Linked DNA regions of Gossypium arboreum: region 1 is linked to region 2. A link is a contact called in public Hi-C data. All regions are on one chromosome and are shown on one strand. Each heading gives the region's core, a stretch centred on a gene start, on an enhancer-like site or on the middle of the called end of the contact. The rest is flanking DNA. Distances are from core to core; before and after follow the strand shown.

The links. A called contact is a pair of places that touch in the nucleus more often than the background predicts.
Region 1: a contact with region 2 is called in a Hi-C map of leaf, with 5 times the contacts expected there. The contact joins the promoter of LOC108485490 here to the promoter of LOC108472171 in region 2. A contact is called at or near these places in 2 of 5 Hi-C or Micro-C datasets (both in leaf).

Annotation. Positions count from the first base shown.
Region 1 is chr8:58,995,251-58,998,139 of ASM2569848v2, forward strand. It overlaps LOC108485490 (auxin-responsive protein SAUR32), which reads right to left and starts at 1,476. Exons shown (of 1, transcript XM_017789338.2): 1 at 725-1,476. The coding sequence starts at 1,220. The coding sequence ends at 867.
Region 2 is chr8:58,469,203-58,472,137 of ASM2569848v2, forward strand. LOC108472171 (leucine-rich repeat receptor-like protein kinase PEPR1) reads left to right here and starts at 1,411. Exons shown (of 2, transcript XM_017773681.2): 1 at 1,411-2,935. The coding sequence starts at 1,586.

The DNA.
Region 1 (2,889 bases), core at 226-2,725, 530 kb after region 2:
AAAATATTATTACAGATAACTAATTCCATATTAGAGCATATAAATTTAAAATAATATATATTTAAAAAATTTTAAAGAAAAATAAAAAGATAAATTAAGTCATCAAAATTATTATTTTAAAAATTTTTAAAATTTAAATTTTATATATTTTTAAAATATAAATTTTGGATTTTAAAATCTATTTTGAATATTTTTATATTTTTTAACTAGAGAGAATAATTTTTTATTTTTAAAATTGATAGGATCAAAGAACATTTATTCCAATATATTATTGGAATTATAAAATTTAACTCTACTCAAAAATAAAACTCAAATAATTAAAATAACTCAGAAAAATTCAATCCAATTAACTCAAAATTTAAATTCTTTATTAATTTTTTCAAATTAAATTTTCTAACCTATGTAAACGTAAACATATATGAAACTGAATATAGGCAGGATATATCATATGCTTGGAAATTGCGTGGATTGTGGTAGCACAACCTCATGACAGGCAGTCAGTCAAACATGAAATCAAGCCTTTCATTATTTTCATGGAGATGACGAGTCAAGTAAACAAAAATCAATTGTGCTTCTGTTTTTTTCTTTCGTCATAACCCCAGAAAGGTTCCAAGTTCCCACCGTCTCTTGTACGCTTGCAACTTTATATTCCTCCTCAATTTTACACCATATACGTTCACATTAGCATGGAAATGGAGAAAGAACAAAAAGAAACCAAATGAACTTATGTGTAAAGAATAATCCTGTAATTCATTTTCAAATTTCAAAGGTCTCTGCAATGGTAAGGAAAGCAAAAGCTACTAGAAAACATAAAAACAAATTTGCATGACCTTTTAAGAATCTAAATCCATTAATTCAATCAAACCCTAAAACAAACACCAGCCATGATGGTGGTGGTGGTGATGGTGGTCTTTATCGATCATCCCTTGAACATTGCGAAACTCCTGGACATGGCAAGGGATGGTGATGGGGCCTTCATGATCGAAACCATACTCTTCCTCCGCTTCCTTCAAGAGCTGCATGAACAAGGGGTGGGTGATATAGATGAGCGGGATCACAAACCTTTGCTGCTCTTGGCCTTGACCCACCAGGACCGCCAGGCACCCCTTTGGGATATCTTTGAGGTCCTTGTTCTCATGATTGTGGAACCCGTGAAGATGAAGGTGCGGCATATGAAGGTGGAAGCTCACGTGCTGCTGCTTGTCTCCTCCAATCCCCATTTTTGAATTTTGATCTTCAGCAAGCAAAACCCCAAAAAGCAAGAAGGCCAAAGATGAAACATACAGTACTATATAGATAAAGGGGGTTATAAGAGAAGGAGAGAGAAAGGCCAAGGATCAGAAGAAGAAATGGCAAGCTTGAAAAGGGTAAAAGAAGAATCTGTTAAAGAAGTTGGAAGGTTGCTCATCATAAATTGATAATCATCAATCAAACAAGAAAAGGTGGAGGAGTGAGAGATTGTGGAGAAGTAGAGGTGGGTATTTATAGCCCAGGCCAGGGTTGCTTAGCTTACACACAAATTAAGGCTTTCGGGATGGTAGATTTGACTAGGAATCGGACAAGGCCGAAATGACCGTGTCTCTTGCCAATCCTTATCTTGTTTGTAATATTTATTTTTTATTTTACAGCTGGAATACATTTCTCAGGTCAAAAGGTTTTTTTTTTTATATCATAGATGACATAATTATATAAAAAATAAAACCAGAGATTTATTTGATAGAATATATTAATAATAATAAATATTTATTTCAATATTTTGTTTTAAAAAATTATGGCTTGATTATATACACTTAAGATATATTGTACTATTTACTCAAAAAAAATATATTGTACTTCACCTTGTTTCACTGAGGACTCAATAAAGTTTCTGTCCTACTAAGGGTATGTTCTTCATTACTTTTGGGATGAACTTTTGCTAAAAAAAGTGCTTTTCTCTTAAAAGCAATGAATAATACAAATCATTGGGGCAACTTTTTTAACTTTTGGGATGAGCTTTTTTAGATATAAAAAAGTAGTAAATTTTAACTTTTTCAGTCAAAAAGTATTTTTTGCTGTTATTTTACTTTTTTAACCTTACTTTTTGACTTAAAATGTGTTTGATGCTATTATTTTGTGTTCTCTTTCTTGGTTATTTAATATGAGTTTTACAAATGTGTTAAAAGTATTAATTAAAAATAAAAATATTTTTAAAATACTACAATTGTGCCAATATCTAATTATAAATATTTAATTATTATATTTAAATATAGTTTATATATTCTAATTAAATTTAATAAATAATTAATATTAATTACTTAGAAATATTTAAAATTAATATTATATATTAAAATATTAACAATAAGTTATAATAAATTATTTTTTTTATATTTTTACTAAAATATCATAATATTAACTAATTTGAACATTATTTAAATACATATTTGTTACTTTATAATATCATGTCTAAAATGGACATTTTACTTTTCAAAAGCACTTTTTGACAGCAATATCAAACACTTAAATTTTTCCAAAGCACTTCTCAAAAATACTTCTTAAAAGCACTTTTCCACAGCACTTTTCAAAAGCACTTTTCAAAAGCAATGAAGAACTGGCCCTAAAGCTTATCATCTTGCTAGAAGTAAAAATCTCGCCATCTATCATCATTTGTCACTTATATGACATGTTGTTGGAAATAAATTACTATAAAACGAAATCGTTAGTATTGACAAGAAATAGTTATTGTATCATAAAAAAAAATCATTATCTTAGAAGTAAATCTGTCCTAATTGATGTAATCGTGTAGTGGACATCGCCTCTTAAGGTTAACACAATATTTTAATATTCGTACACTCAAATAAATAAGGTGGAACACAAGTGATATTGCTCTTCTAAAAAAGGAATCGGAAAAAC
Region 2 (2,935 bases), core at 161-2,660:
CGATACCTCCATGATATTACGATTGTGCAGAAAGTTAGTAACTCAATTTGGTATCTATACCATGTCTCGAGTATCGATACTCAGGGTAGAATTACTGATACTTTTTGATAGGGTATTGATAGTTTGCTGGTTTGAATTTTTGCAGAGAAACAAAATGTTGATTTGGTATTGATTTTCTAAGTGGTATTGATACCATCTATGAGAATTATCGATAGCATTGAATGAGTATCGATACCTACGCGATTTATTTTGAATTTTTGTTAAGTAGCCTTAAAGCATGTTTCTATTTTGTTATAAGCCCGTTTGATGTATGTCCAGCATGATTTAATGTCGCCTAGGATATTTATGACTTACAATATCTATAAATGTTCAAATTTGATGATGTTCGCATGCCAATGAGACGTTCTATAATATGTGATACTGTGATGGTAGTGTAGCGTCCTTTTACTTGCACTCGACAACTGGGTCAAGTATAAGGTGTTACAGCGCTTAAGCATGTTCAAAATTACATTCTCTCAATTATTGCAATAGCAATAATGTGAATTAAGCTAAAACTTAAACAAAGAAAGTAAATATAAATGGAAGATTATGAAAAAATCTTTCACAAACTTGCAGCATTTTTTTTTTAAATGCCAAAAGGTTTTTTGACCTATTTCGAGCCCCACTTTGGTAATATGGCTCCCGCTTGCAAAAATTTTTTGCGTTTCCAAAAGTGGAAGCCATACACTATTGGGTGAAGGCTATAGGCCCCATGAGCCACTCATAAAGTAGCAAACTTAAGCATTTATTTATTGCCTTTCCTCTTTCTGGAACAGGACAAAGGCCATATAGTTAACATATTTGGATCAACTTTAGGCCATATTATACCAGCATCATATAAGATCCGAAACTGGTAGTATTTTAATGAGTCTGCCTTTCCTGATAAGGCCTGATAAAACAGTGAGAGACTTTTAGGCCCATTTTCCATCTCACTTCTCTCCATATTATTGGTAAATATATAGAATTAGATATAGAAATATGCCCATGACTATTCATAAATCATATAGTAGTGAGTTGAGAGGTTTGGAGAGTAATGATGGGGTTTTATGTTGCTTGATTAACAACCAAGTGGTCTATCATTAACATTGCCACAGAAGCTAACTTAAATTGTTCTCCAAGACATTGAGGCTTAGTTTTATGTTTTAAGACTAAATGATATTATAGGAGAGAATGTGCAAAAACAAACATGTCTTGGATAATATTATTGCATTGTCTGAGAGAGAGCATGGCTGGCCTCCATTTTTTCGACTTTCCAAAGAACAGCATCATATTTTTATTGGTCATTATGGGACCCCCCTCATCTACTTTATACAACAGCATTGTTTTACTTTTTATCAAAATAGCCCTTCTAGGAGCTTCCCTTTTGAGTGCAAAGGTTGTAACTTTTACTCACTGTCATGAATCCAACAGGAAACGACTAGATATCGGAACTTGTTTCAACACACATGTGCACCACTTCAAGCACCGAAAGGAAACAAAAATCAGCAACATCTGTTGGTTCCAAACATAACATGAAATAAAAATAGCATTTAAGACAGTGAAATCGATGTCACCAAGAGAAGTTCCATGGAAGTTAAATAAGAACATGGTGTTGTTATTCCAGTATCATGTTATCTGCTCATTCATTCTTTTCCATGTTTCATCAGCCTCATTATCTCCGCCTGCAATTTTCCTTCTACAGTTCTTTAACAGCCTCCCAAAACACACTCAACTTCTGTTACCATGGAATCAATCCGATTCTCCATCTCCAAACTCTCATTGCCAATGGGCTGGAGTGTCTTGCTACTCCAAAAAGAGCTTTCAGGTCAGAGCCTTGAATCTATCAGGCTTCGGGCTGTCTGGTGTATTGAGCAACTCTGTTCCTCATCTTTGCCTCCACCAGCGTATGCTCTCCCTTGACCTCAGTGGCAACAGTTTCAGTGGTAATATACCTCAAATTCTGGGGAACTGCAGCCAACTAAATACCATTCTTCTCAATGATAACGGCTTTGAAGGATCAATCCCTCACCAAATTTTCATGTCAAAGTGGCTTAGGAAGATTGACTTGGGTTATAACTCACTCTCTGGTGGAATCCCCCCTGAGGTAAGTCTTTGCATCAATCTGGAATATATTGGTCTCTACAACAACTTTCTAAGTGGTGTGGTTCCGGGTGAAATGTTTTCTCTACCAAATCTGAAGTTCCTCTATTTAAACACAAATAACCTCACTGGTTCGGTACCTGATTTCCCACCTTCATGTACAATTCTTGATTTCTGGATTCACGAGAATGGATTTTCGGGTTCTTTGCCTCGTACCCTCGGAAACTGCTATAACCTTACAACATTTATAGCATCCTACAACAAATTCCAAGGGGTCATTCCACCAGAGACTTTTGAGGGGCTTTTGCAACTTGAAGTTCTCTATCTTGGTGAAAACAATGTGGAGGGCGAAATTCCGAACACTTTGTGGAGTTTGCAGAACTTGCAAGAACTTATTCTGTCAGGGAACAAGCTTAATGGAACTATTTCTGAGAGGATTGCTCAATGCAATCAGCTTGTGGCAATTGCACTTTCAGGAAATAATCTGGTTGGTCCCATTCCTCGGTCAATAGGAAATCTTACAGGTTTAGCTAATTTATTTATTTATAACAACAAACTTAATGGCTCATTACCTCCTGAGCTTGGAAACTGCACTTCACTTGTTGAACTCAGGCTTCAGCATAACTTCATTGGAGGAAGCATCCCTCCAGAAATTTGCAATCTCAAGAATCTTGAGGTTCTTTTTCTATTCAACAATCATATTGAAGGCCACATTCCACAAGAAATTGGCAGGATGAGAAACCTGGTACAGTTGGCTTTGTATAACAACAGTTTAACTGGTAGAATCCCATCTGAAATTGTTCACTTGAAGAAATTG